Regions from separate parts of the Rattus norvegicus genome. Here all the other regions are linked to region 1. Evidence: chromatin contacts called from public Hi-C data. All regions are on one chromosome and are shown on one strand. The core of a region is the stretch at or near the end of the contact, and the rest is flanking DNA. Distances in the headings are between cores, read along the strand shown. Region 1 holds the start of Pacrg (parkin coregulated). Region 2 overlaps Pacrg (parkin coregulated). Region 3 holds the start of Qki (QKI, KH domain containing RNA binding).

Region 1 (4,347 bases), core at 487-2,986:
AATATAATAATTTATGAGATTTTATAAAATGATTATTTCTAGGTCTTCATTTCCTATCTTTGTATTTAGGGGATAATTGCTTATCAAAGTCACCCATGAACTCGATTAAGTTGAAGGAAACTAAACGTGTATAGTTGCCTTCAAAATATGAGATGTTGCTTTCTTGTAAATTTGTAATTTTTCTTTTCTAATCTGTCCCACTTGGTTCTCACTGTTTCAGTTCAAATTTGGGTTCACAAATGACTCTTAAATCAATTTCATTTAAAAGGCTCAGTGTCATTCATAAAAAGGTATACTTTTCTCTTCATTTTACAAGTTTCCGATTCATTCATCCAAAACACACACTAGCCTAGTACCAAAGTGAGAAGTACCTGGACATCATTAGCTGGCACCTCTGCTTCCATGAGGAACTTAGCTGCCTAGCGTGATTCTCAAAGACGAGGAGAGGAGGGCTGCACACTTTAACATTACATAGGTGAATTAACACAGACTTGGCTACCTCCACAGCGTAATGCATTTACTTCATCAATGCACCTCTCGTTCACCTTGGACACATCTAGGATAGACCGACTTCTAATATGCTTGGTGCACTACCTGCCAGGCATATATCACAAACAAGTTCACTAATCTTCAGGACGACACCTGGGGACGAGTCTACAGTAACGAACCCTCCAAACGGGAATGCGCGCTACGCGCCACTATGCATTTATTTCTACTTAGCCCGGAGGAGAACCCAAAACGTGACTCCGAATTTAACATCTCTGCCAGAGAGGATCTTTCCAACCTTCCTACTTCACACTGCTTAGAACAATCCTAGTGGCCGCTTCCAAAGCTGCACTAGTCAAACTGCATCCAGTTACAATCTATGGGGGGGGGGGGGGGATGTTATGGTTGCTGTTATCTACTCTTCTATCCTTTCGTCTCATATCCCCGAGGACACATTTAAAAAGACAGAACTGACGGATTAAGTTGCGATCTCCACCAGGCAGATGCTTCCCTGAGATTTTCTTAAAGTCCTAGAGGTGTGTGAACTCGCCCTGAAGTGAAGGACAGCTTGACAGAAACAAACCTGGGCTGGTCACCCCCGCGGTGCCGCACGGCGAGCCCCGCCGTCGGGGGGCGCAGTGGAGCACGAGGGTGTCCGTGAAAGATGCCCTCTTCAGCGAGCACCGGGCTAACCTTGGCTAAGGCGGGGTGGGGACTGGAAACTCACACTTATGCTCTAGCACACACCCGATCCGGCTATTGGCGGGCACCCCCGGGCCGAGGAAGCCCACAGAGCGGGCGGAGCGCGGCGCACACCCCTCCGCCCTGTCACTGACAGGTGGCTGGGATCGGCCCCCGAAGATCCCACTCGGACCCGTGGGGTGTGACGTGGCGCCACACATGGACGCGGGGCGGCGCGGAGAGATTGTACCTGGCAGGCACTCACGTACCTATCATGGTCACCGGGAGGGTGGTGGCTGCGGGGCGAGCAGGACCTACGCGGGCACTGGCACCCGCCTGAGCCTCCCACCAGCGTTTCTGTCAGGTTTAGTCATCCAGGCCTCCTCCCCCCTCCCCTCGCGCACTAGGCGGGCCTAGTGCGCACGCGCACCCGCCCCTAGCGCTAAGCCTTCTGGGAGTCGTAGTTTTAACGAGTAAGATTAGCCTCAGACGGGTGCCGCTGTCCCCCGCGGGTAACCTTTTCCGGAAACGCTCGTCACGGAGGGGCGGGACTAGCGGCTCGTAGTGTTGATCAGTCGCTTAGCAACCAGGAGGCTCACCTTTGGAAGCTTTTAGCGGCTCTAGCCTCGGATCCCAGCCCTCTTCCCGCCCCTCCCCTCCCCTAAACTCCCTCCACCTTGGTGCTTCCAAACATCTGGATCACCCTGGGCACCACGAGGGGTTGAATTTCTATCACTAGCGCGCCTTTTTACATTTTTTTCCCGATCCCCTGCTCACATCTGTAAAAGCCACTGGTTTTTCTACCACACCTTTGATAAGAACAAAACGTTTTCTAGGAAGATGGTGGCAGAAAAAGAGACCCTGACCTTAAACAAATGCCCAGACAAGATGCCGAAGAGGACCAAACTGCTGCCACAACAGACGATCCAGGTGCACCAGCCTCATTCCCTGGTTTCTGAGGGCTTCACAGTCAAAGCCATGATGAAAAACTCAGTCGTAAGTGATCTTCCTCGATTGACCGCACTTGCTCCGAAGCAGGGGACATGAGGTGGTAGAGTATGGCAAGAAGCCCTAGGATGGATTCCAAGTCCAGGTCCTGGGTACTACTTGCCAGAATTGGCAATGACTTGGTCAGTAGCCGACCGAGCCCAACAGTGTGCATAGATGTTTGCTAGGTGGTTAGAGAGCCTTTGGTGTTGTACTGGACTAGCCTACAAGCACCTTCTGGAGAAAGTTGCTTTCTCCACTCCCCCAACTGACACTTAAGCTATTTCACTCGGAGGAAAATCCTTATCCTTATTGCAAAGTAAATTAGTTTCACTCGTTTAGTAAAGGACCTTCTGGAGTGAAGGTTCTTAGAGGTCATAGGCTTGCAAAACTTAACACGAGCCAGTATGGGACACATAAACTCATCAGAAATCTAAAGTAATTTATTTCATCTCGGACATTTTAGAATGTCTTAGAATTTACTCAGCAACGTTCTGACAAAATAAGATATTAACCTGTTAAAGTATGCAAAAATTACTTACGTGAAGACTGGTTCCTGATAGGCCTTTTAAATACATTTTAAATAATGTGAGCTCTATTTCAAGGGTCCCTAATAATACAAGCCCTATTTCATTTTTTATGACTTGTGGTAATAAAACTAATATATTCTTAACACCAGCAGGGGAAAAATGTTTAAAGGCACACAAACGGCTTTTCTATGCACATAACACTGCTTTTAAGCCTTCTTGTTTATTAAATACCATCTGATTTGGTATGCTAAACCAAGGTCGTCTACTGAGTGGATACCTCTGTAGGAGTGTAAGATTAAATACTAAATGTAGTTTTCAAGTCAGTACAACTTTACACCCTGAGAGGATCTTCTTGTACAGCAATTCAATATATTAGTTTAATAGTGTTCTCCATTGTGTCATAATTTTCCACCTAGATATTGCAAGCCTAATGCTTCCTTACTTCTAAATACAACTTAAAGGACACAATAGAAGTAGATTACCTGTAGATTTCCACCTTGGATTCCTAAGCTGCTACACAAAATTATATTCCTTTTTTGGGGGGGGTTATGAGTATCGGTTGATCTATAGTAGTTAAAACATTCTTGGAGTCTAAAAACAACTGCAGAGTTACAGGAAATAAAAAGAGTTGTGTCTCTGTTCACCACTTTTGAGTTCTCTGATACAGATGTCACATTATAAAGTATCTCTCCCTCCGAAAGTCTACTTCTCTTCAGAGCGTATACACCAACGTTCATCTTTTAATTGCAGCCAAGTGTTCTAAAAGCCAACCCCAAACCACTTCTCAGGAGTCAGTCACCATCCGTTCCCTCTGTAAAAGTCCGGTTCAGTAGGCAATGTCTTTTCAATGTTCTTCCATGAAAACCACACAGAATCTACCCTAGGAGGTATGGAAATTATGATAAATGCAAACATTTGTTATTTGTGAACTAATTTCTTAAAAACCCAGGGACAAGTGGTCTTAAGCAGTAAGTGGTTCTTATGTTAGCATGAACTTTTGTTTTGGTCTCTCAGTAAAAGCAAGCAGTGACAAAAATCTTCAGTCAGAGAATATTTGCATTCATATTGATACAATGTTTTCCATTAAAAGTTGAAAGGAAATACATGATTTGAAGATTTGCAGATTATTTTCCTCCTCAGAGTATGATGATAAAGTCCATGACCAAAAACCAGTTAATGAGTATTCATTCCCTCTGTGAGCAAAAAGTAGATCCTTTATGGCTTATACAAACCTCATCAAAAAAGTAAGATAGGTCGAGCATTGTGAGACACACCACAGCCTCATGCTCAGGAGACAGAGCCTCCTTGAAGATAGCCTGGGCTACAAAGAACAGAGGAAGTTATAGTGCATGCATATGAAGACAATAACTGGAACACACACACACACACACGTGCACACACACACACACACAGAGAGAGAGAGAGAGGGAGAGAGAGAGAGAGAGAGAGAGAGAGAGAGAGAGAGAGAGTTAGAATATGGATCCAAGGCTGTGAAAATGTCACTTGTAGGCCCTGGTTCCAGGCCCTTCAGAAAACAAGCTAAGAAAGCTATGGAATTTCAAAAAGACACAATCTCCAAGATAGACCTTAGACAAGATGAGAAAAGCATCGGTAGCTGGCCAAAATGACACAGTGGTGAGCAAGTAACTTCACTGTGCCCAGA
Region 2 (4,163 bases), core at 782-3,281, 330 kb after region 1:
GGGTCACCCAAGACCATCGGAGAACAGATGTTTACACTACAATTTATAACACTAGCAAAATTACAGTTATGAAATAGGAACAAAAAAATTATAGTTGGGGGGGTCACTACATCATGACGAACTGTATTAAAGGGTCACAGTGTTAGGAAGGTTGAGAACCACTGATTTAGAGGATATCTGTTGAATGGTCACCAGATTACAAGCCACTGTGCTGGATATGAAAAGGAAGATAGCAGAGAGAGAGAGAGAGAGAGAGAGAGAGAGAGAGAGAGAGAATGAATATGAGAAAGAAGGGAGGAGGGGAGACAGGAGGGAGGGGCTAAGAGGAAGTTCCTTAGGAATATCACTGCATAAAAGTACCAAGAGACAGACCCGAACAGAAACACTCCTTTCCTCTTTTGGCTTTTGTGACCGGCTAGACCATTGCCTAGGAACTGCAGGAGCAACAGGGCTCAAACTCATCATCCAACCTTCATTTAAGAAGTAGCAGGTCTCTGCCACAGATCTTGCCTACCCTATGTATGCCTGGCTACCATCCTAACTATGGAGGGTGAGATCCCCCTTGTCCCTTGAAGGCAGGATTCATCTGTAGTTCCTGAGGCCATCACAGTGGTATCTACTCTGTAAGGTTATCCCACACTTGCAGGCGGTGTACCCGAATGCCAGACAAATGAGGCTTCTCACCCTAGGCCATACAGGCAGACCCTCCAACCCAGGCTGGGCAACAGCACTTCTTTCCCTTCATCTGCTCCTGAATTCACCTGGCAGGATAACATTGCTCATTCCATTTTACCGGAAGCTGCCCCAACCTCGGGAAGTCACCCATCCCTGCGTCAGCTTTGAAAGCCTTCCAGCCATCCTGTTACTGGATCTGATCTTTTACCCCCTCTAAGCCACACTGCGCTCCGTTCTTTCCCCTCTCTCTCCCTCTGATCTTCCATCTGACCTCCAGTTCTAAGAGATTTAAGCTTCTGCTCAAGGTTAAATTCTCATGGCCCATTTCCTGTGTGCTCTTGCTTCTCCGGGGGAAGCAATCAATCACTTGATTGATAATTTCTGAACAATGTAGATAAATACTTTCCATTTGGGAGGACCTACGCTTAAGGTTATTGACAGGTGCATTTGTCAACCTATCACGGTGGCTTCACGGAACTTTTCTCTACGTCTAGCTCTGGTGGCTTCTATTCTCCATGATGAAAATGGGTAAGCACCATTTGTCACGTGGGTCATCATAATATTCTAGGGAGACTCAGCGGCAAATGCTGCTACCGAGTCCCATTGCGTTTCTAAGTGGGCTTTCTATCTCTCTAGCTGCCAAAAAGGAATTCCATTCCTTTCCCTTTGCCAGCAGCAGCTTGTGAGATTCTCCAGTGTACAGGGAGCAAAGTGCCGTCTCTTTAGGTTGGAAATAGACACCAAAAAGAAAAAAAAATGTTTTCCTAAGCAAATTCACAAATTATTAACAAAGATGACACAAGTTATTATAAATGTCTACCTCTCATGGAGTGTGTATATACAAAATGCTGTGTATATTTCTATCTCCTGCCATTTAATTTTCATCTGAGCTCTTTAAAGGCTGGGGCTCTGAGCTCTTATGCACCCGGGACAAACACTCCGGTGAGCCTAGCTAGGTAGGAGGGGAATCTTTGCAACCAAGATCGACAGCCTCTCTGTGAAGTCAAAGCAGCCTAAAAAAAAACCCTTGGGTCACCGTGGTGACAACTGTGTGGCCCACGGGAGGCAGACACTGATCTCAACCTTGTCCCCACCTGTGCTGCTGCTGCTGCTGCTGCTGCTGCTGCTGCTGCTGGAACCGGAGCCTTTGACCCTCCGTGTCCTGCCGGCTGAAAGCTGCTTACTGACCTCTCTGCCGCCATGCACAGACTGTCCCATAAATGAGGGGTTAAAGAATCCTGGCTTGCAAGTCTCCACAGGAAGCCCTGTAGGAAACTTGTACCCACCCTTTAGCATCTCAGGGTCACCTACATGACCCAGCTGGCCACTTGGGGACAGCAAAGGCTCAGGGCAGCAAAGGGAAGAGCAGAGACTGGAGAAGAAAGGGCCAATTCTCCAATTCTCCATTCTTCTATGGTCCCCAGAGATGAACACTGCGACCTTGTTCCCAGTCTCCAGCCAGCTGTCCTCCTCCCCCTCCGAGAACACTCCACCCCCAGGATGTGTCCCTGGAAATGTACCCTCATGTGTTAGAGACAAGGAATTAGAGATGATTTGCTGGTGATAGGCTGGGAGTGGCCGGAGGTGGGGGGGTGGGTAACCCAGCCACAACATTTTATGAACATTTTTTTATCAGTTAGACAGATATGTTTCATTATCCATACGTTAGCCTAAATTTCAATTTTGATTTTGTTTTCTCCCCACTGGTTAAAATGAATGTGGTCCTTACTCACTAAGACAAAGCCCTGGCATCCCATAATACCTTGAGCCTCCCTTGCCGGCATAGAAGGGAGGGTCCTCAAGGCTAGAGCATCCACATAGTTCGGTTGCTGACTGCAGAGCCGCACAGACTATGGCCTCTGCCGTGTCCAGCCTGCAGCCCAGACCCCCCAGCCGAGGACAGTCCAAAGTTTCAAACGGTTTCTTCAGCTTTGCTGCTGGAAGGGAGCTTTAAAGGTTCAGGGTCGATGTCCAGTGAATGACCAGTATTCAGCTCAAATAGGCGACCTACGAATGTTTTTAGAGCCTTACCCTGCTTGATGGGTGTTTCCTGTACTGAAAGTGGGAAGCCAGCAGAAGTTTTGTGGGGTCCACCGTGAGCTTGGGGGATACCTGCTATTTCCACCAGTGGATTAGTAACAACTCTCACCCATGTCTAACATTTCCTTCCCGTGAAAGCAGAGAGTGGCAGAAGGTTGCTGAGAATGTCTCTAACACTCAGAAGTTTTGCTAAGTCCGTATCTTACTGTATTTATCTCTCTATGAAAATGCAATCAAATAGCTGTCTTTGCAATGTTATGTCTGCAGAGTCAGTCCAAACAAAGCTGGTGTTGAGGGCCACTGCCTTATTCCAAGGTGACAGTTCCATAGCCGCTTCCTGGAAGTCAGGACACACCCAAGAATAGACTCTGCTCAGGCCTCCCTTATAGCAAACAAATGTCACTGAAAGGAAGAATTTCGAAGTATTCCATTCGATTTATTTGATCAAATTCAATTTAGATAGGCTATGTAAGACTCCTATGTAGACTGAGTTAAATATGAAATACGTTGCACTCTGGATTCACTACGTCATTTAGGTTTCACAAATAACCTTACTCTGAACGGTTTGCCTTCTAGACAAGCTGAAAGCAGCAGATCCTCACCAGCTCGCCCACGGCCACGGAGGCCTTGACTGGCAGGGCGCAGTCCGCTCTTAGGGTTCTCACCGTTAGTTCAGAATATTTTGCTGTGTGCTAGAGGAGTAGAGGCAAGCACTGTGAGAGCAGGGCTGGGGAGATTCTGCCTGTGCTCGGCGGTTAACAAAGCTTCATGGAAGAAATGTGAAGGCCTAGAATCAGAGCAGCTGGGCCGATGCAGCAAGTCACAGGAGGCTAGCTCCTGTGGCATTCCGGAACTGTTAGCTAAATGAGCGAGGAATGGCCGGGCCAACAGCTGAGAAGGCCATAAAGGCAGACGTCCCTGGTTCAGGGGACATGCTGGTCCCGACTGCTCCATCATCCAGACAAGTCTAGCTGAGCAGCCCAGGGAGAGTGTTTGGCATGGAGGGGAGGGGCCCTGGAAGCCAGCCATAGCACTCTAGATTTGCCTTGCAGGTGGGCTGAGAACATCAAAGCTGTCATCCAGAAGGCTTGGCCCTGAAAAGGAACCAATGGGAAACAGCGGTCAGCCCCTCGGAGGTGACTTAGCCAAATCCAAGCCTCAGGGAGGTGCTTAACACAGAGGGCAAGTGGTGGTCTTGACTTTCAAGGCCTGGTCTGGAGGCTAAACCTCCTGTCGGGTCCTCCTTCTCCTCATCGGTAGGGGCAGCTTTAAGGACCAACCTGGTCCTAAAATTCACCAATTCATAGTGAGGATTGTAAAAGAGTTGGGAGAGACTGAGAGAGAGAGAGAGAGAGCAGGGAAAGCCAGAAAAAGAAAACTTTAAAGTTCTCCAGTCTTGATAGGTTGCCAAATAGGAGGACCGTTACAGGGATCCTTCTTTTCATTAT
Region 3 (4,314 bases), core at 1,283-3,782, 510 kb after region 1:
TTTCAGGGAGACCAGGAGTCCATCTAGTGAGCTTGGGCCAGCAACATGCAGGGGACCAGATCTCTTGGGGCCTAGCAGGTCTTGGTAAACTCTTAGGATATTTTTTCTTTACCTGAGAAATCAGGAAAAGTAAGTAGGGGACAAGATCCACATGTACTTGAAAATGTACCAAATGGCAACTATTTCCAAATGATGGGTCCACCAGGGATTAAGTCATGGTGAATGAATATTGCCTGACAGTTATTTTTGGTTCAACTACATTATAAAAAGTGGTTGGACTTTATGGGTCAAAAATGATGGAACACTGTCATGAATTCCAAGGATTTACTGGATAAGGTTGATAAAATTGGGGGGGGGGCACTCTGGTATAAAATATACATGGACTTGAACAGCCAGCAGGACTTATTAGCTATATAGTGCTGGGTAAATTATTCCGTTTACCTCTTCCTCTTCAGAGGTTTCCTCTTATGTACAAATCGGGGATGCCAGTATTACCTCAGGCCCAGGACTGTTGTGATTGACTGAGCTACAGAGGTAGAGCAGTTAGCACAGGCCCTATAAGTGTATCAACTTACAAAGGGGACTTTGCTTGCACAAGCACAGACAATGAAAAATAATTCAGGGACAAATATTTTTTAATAATATACAAGGAACAAACTTCTAATTTTTCTAGGTTTTGAAGCAACACTTAGAAAACGTAGTAACAGCTTTTTAATCAAATTATTCCATGCTTTTACATAATTTACTGTTTAAAGAGATAACTAGGTGAATAATCTAGAACTACTATAGTCATTGTTGAAAAATTCAAGTTATTTCAATTACACGTTAACTTTGTCCATCATTTGCTCTACTAATTTAATAAACGAGAAAACCAAAACCAAAACCAACTCGAACTGTAGTCTTTAAATGAAATCAAGAGTAAAGTTGCTTTAAATACCTTTGGCACCACACAAACTTCGGAATGCTCTTTAGAATTTGTGTAAAGCAGTTTAAAAAAAAAAAACAATTCGACAACGCTGCTTATGTTCACATTTAAAATACAGTGAGATGATTCACAGAAAATTATAGCCAGGGCCAACTCTCAAAATGGTTAATTTGACAATCTTGTCTACATTTTAATACGGCACGTTATAAAGAACTTGCAACAAAACAGGGATGATGCAGATTTAGTGAGTGACAGCTTCTATAAATCACAGGACTTCATTGCTGCAATTCAGAACATTGTTTCCGAAACAAATGTAACCCTCAGAACTCCCTCACCCCCATAGGAAGCACCTTTTCTGGCCCACTGCCTTTCGTTTATTTTTATTTATTTATTTATTTATTTATTTATTTATTTATTTATTTATTTATTTATTTATTTATTTATTTTTGTCAAGTAGGTAGAAATAGGTGTTGACTACTTGGTTTTCCCGAATGTGTGCTCACACAGGCTTCTTCAGCGAGCGGCCGCGCCTCCGAGGAGCCACCGCCTCCACCTCCGGACTGTAACCTGCGGTGAGGATAACGGAACCGCGCGTCACGCCGCATGGAACGGAGCCCGCCCGCCCGTGGGTGCGCACGCGTGTGCCATCTCCGCCCACGGTCCGGGGCCGCCTCGCAGCACACGGCGATGCGAGGCCCGTCACGCGTGGCGCTGGCTCCAGGGGAAACCTCGCTGGAGTCCCCACCGCGGAAGACACTGCGGTGCGGGCGCCTACGCCGACTCAGTCCACCGCCACCTAGCACCCCAAGCGATCCGACGGTCGGGTCCCTCGCCCCGCCAGGTGGGCGCCGCGCCAGAACCGTTCCGCCCCGCTTCTCGGTCCGCAGGCCATCGTTCCCCCACTTCCCCAACCCCAACGCAGGCGCGCTCCAGGCCCGCCCCTCCCCCCTCGGCGCGCTCTCCGCCCGGTGGGGCGGAGCGACCCTCGGAAGGGGCGTGGCCACAGCCCTCGACGCGCGCACGCGCTCTCAGCCTCACGGCTACGTGTCGGCACACGTGACGCCCACCCGAGAGTCCCCAGTGAAGCAACAGGACGTTAAAAAAAAAATTTTTTTTTTGAGGGGTAGCGAGGAAGGTGGACGAAGAGGTTTAAAAAAAAAAAAACCAAACTATAGTAACGCGCGCGGACGCGAGGCCCGGGCGGCGGCGAGCGCTGCGCGTCGCGGAGAGTCCCGCCGGGATTCCTCTCAGCCGCCGCGCCCGACCGCGCCCGCCGCCTCAGCAACAGCGCGCCGACGAGCCAGTGCCGCCGCCCGCGTCCCCCTCAGCCGCGACCCGGGCCCCGCGCAGGCCACCGCCGGCGCGCGTCCTCTTCGCCGCGGCCGGGCCCTGCACCGGCCGTCCCGCCCGAGCGGCCAGGGGCGGCGGCGGGGGGCGGGAGCGCGCCCAGCCCCGTAACGGCCGCCCTGCGCGGCCCCGCCCGCCGCCCGCCCCCGGCCCTGCCCGCGCCCCTCCCCCCGCCGCCGCCGGCTGCGCCGCCTGAACTGAGGCGAACTCCGCCGCCAAGTGAGTGAGGAGGAGGAGAGCCGCGGAGGAAGAGGAGGAGCGCAGTCGGAGCGCGGCGGCGGCGGCGGCAACGCGGAGCGCCGCGGCGGACAGCACCGCAGACTCGCGAGCTTCGGCGCAGGCGGCGCGACCGGCCGACGAGCGGCCCCCGGCTCCTCGCGGCGCAGCGGCCCCGCGCCGCGCTCGGCCCGAGACCCGCCTCCGCCGCCGGCCTCGCGAGGGGAGCCGCGCCGGGCGGCCGAGGAGCGGCGGCCGCGGCGCGTCGGGCCGGGCGAAAGTGCCTGCGGGGGGCGGGCGGGCGCGCGGAGCCGGCCGCCCCGGGGCTCGGCGCGGGAGCCGGAGCGGGAGCCGGCGCGGAGCGGGACGCGGTGTCCCGAGCGGCCGGCGGCCGGAGCTCGCCCCCGCCCCTCCCTCCTCTCCTCCGGCGGCGGCGGCGGCGGGCGGAGTGAGCTGCGGAGCCTGGAATATGGTCGGGGAAATGGAAACGAAGGAGAAGCCGAAGCCCACCCCAGATTACTTGATGCAGCTGATGAACGACAAGAAGCTTATGAGCAGCCTGCCCAACTTCTGCGGGATCTTCAACCACCTCGAGCGGCTGCTGGACGAAGGTGAGGTGGCCGGACCCGGCGCGGCGGCCCGGGATGGCGGGGCGGCGGGAAGGTCAGGCGGGCGGGCGGGCGGGCGCACAAAGGCGGCGCGGGCGGCTCGCGGCGGGGACCGGGCCGGGGCCCGGCCAGGCCCGAGGGCGGACCCGGGAGCACGCGGGGCTGCGGGGCTGCGGCCGGCTCCCGACGGCGGGGCGGCTAGGCTCCCCGCCATTCCGGCCATCCCGGCCGCCCCGGCCCGGCCACACGAGTCCCCGAGCTCCGCCTGGTCTCGCCCGCGGGGCCCCAGCTTAGCGGGCTCGTTTCGGTGGAGTTGTGTGGCCCGCAGTACCCGAGTGGACCCCGAGATATTCAGGAATTACGTAGGGTACGGAAAAGTAGTGCTTATGTGGCCGAAGGCGAGGACGAAGTGACAGAGCAGAGCACTTTTTGTCCTTTTGTTTGGGGAAGCGAGAACTGTTTGGGAGTTTAACTTCACTTTTTTTTTTTTTTTTTTTTTTTTTAGTCGGTGGTGGTGGTGGTGGGGGAGGAGTACGAAATACCGCGATGACAGACCTGAACGGAATCCGAGTTCGGAAGAACTGGGGCGGAGGGTTCGCTCCTGGCGTAGCCGCCTGCGTTTGCAGGGCGGGGAGCTGGAAGTTTGAAAAGACGGGGATAAAATAGAGCAGAAGTTTGCAGAAGCCGAGTTGGGAGCGTTGTGGGGAGCAAAGACTGACTGGAAGATTAATGCTGGTTAGCTGTGGAATTCTTTAGGAACTTCGCACAACAGCGATCTGGAGTGTTAGTTTCCAGTAGCTGTGGGTTTATGTGGACGCCCGGGGCGGGGTTCGGGGTGGGGGGGAGGATAGGACCAACAAGTCTGCTTTGAAAATCGAATAGCGAGTACTTTCGGTCTTCTCTTTTAAAGTCTCTGAGTGGACTGTTTAAAGGAAGCGGAAAACTATGTTGGACAGATGAACATGGATTTTAGGATCTTTAGAAGAATTTCGAAAAATTTCAGAGATTGTTGGGGCTATCTTGTGCTTAGGGAGCTGGCGTGTCAGGGAAGAACAAAAGACTCCGAGCTAAAAGATGGTTAAAGAACTATTTTAAGAGCTTCTGTTGGGTGGGGAGCCTTGGGCACTATTTAAAACAGAAAACATTCAGCTATTCAGCTATTACCCATGAACATAACATAACACATTGAAAGAGGCCTTTTTTACTGTTGGGTTAGCA

What was found. Hi-C and Micro-C count contacts between places; a contact is called where the count stands out from the background.
Region 2: a contact with region 1 is called in a Hi-C map of Schwann cells, with 3 times the contacts expected there. The contact joins the enhancer-like site here to the promoter of Pacrg in region 1. A contact is called at or near these places in 1 of 12 Hi-C or Micro-C datasets (Schwann cells) and 1 of 1 datasets of contacts at active chromatin or transcription factors (oligodendrocytes).
Region 3: a Hi-C map of the A7r5 cell line shows a contact between it and region 1, with 4 times the contacts expected there. The contact joins the promoter of Qki here to the promoter of Pacrg in region 1. A contact is called at or near these places in 5 of 12 Hi-C or Micro-C datasets (the A7r5 cell line, frontal cortex, mammary epithelial cells and 2 more) and 1 of 1 datasets of contacts at active chromatin or transcription factors (oligodendrocytes).

The regions. Positions count from the first base shown.
Region 1 is chr1:52,428,654-52,433,000 of GRCr8, forward strand. Pacrg (parkin coregulated) reads left to right here and starts at 1,737. Exons shown (of 5, transcript NM_001389238.1): 1 at 1,737-2,163. The coding sequence starts at 2,008. Prkn (parkin RBR E3 ubiquitin protein ligase) reads right to left here and starts at 1,513. Exons shown (of 12, transcript NM_020093.1): 1 at 1,437-1,513. The coding sequence starts at 1,443.
Region 2 is chr1:52,760,535-52,764,697 of GRCr8, forward strand. All of the region lies in intron 4 of Pacrg (parkin coregulated), which reads left to right. Among named protein-coding and RNA genes, the nearest start is that of Cahm, 170 kb to the right of the region's middle. Within about 2 kb of position 2,032, at least 40 of the 93 cell types and tissues checked have an H3K27ac peak or open chromatin away from gene starts, as enhancers often do. A contact at or near this core is called in Schwann cells, where this site is marked.
Region 3 is chr1:52,932,893-52,937,206 of GRCr8, forward strand. Qki (QKI, KH domain containing RNA binding) reads left to right here and starts at 2,533. Exons shown (of 8, transcript NM_001414465.1): 1 at 2,533-3,099. The coding sequence starts at 2,958. It overlaps Cahm (colon adenocarcinoma hypermethylated), which reads right to left and starts at 1,776. Exons shown (of 1, transcript NR_132441.1): 1 at 620-1,776.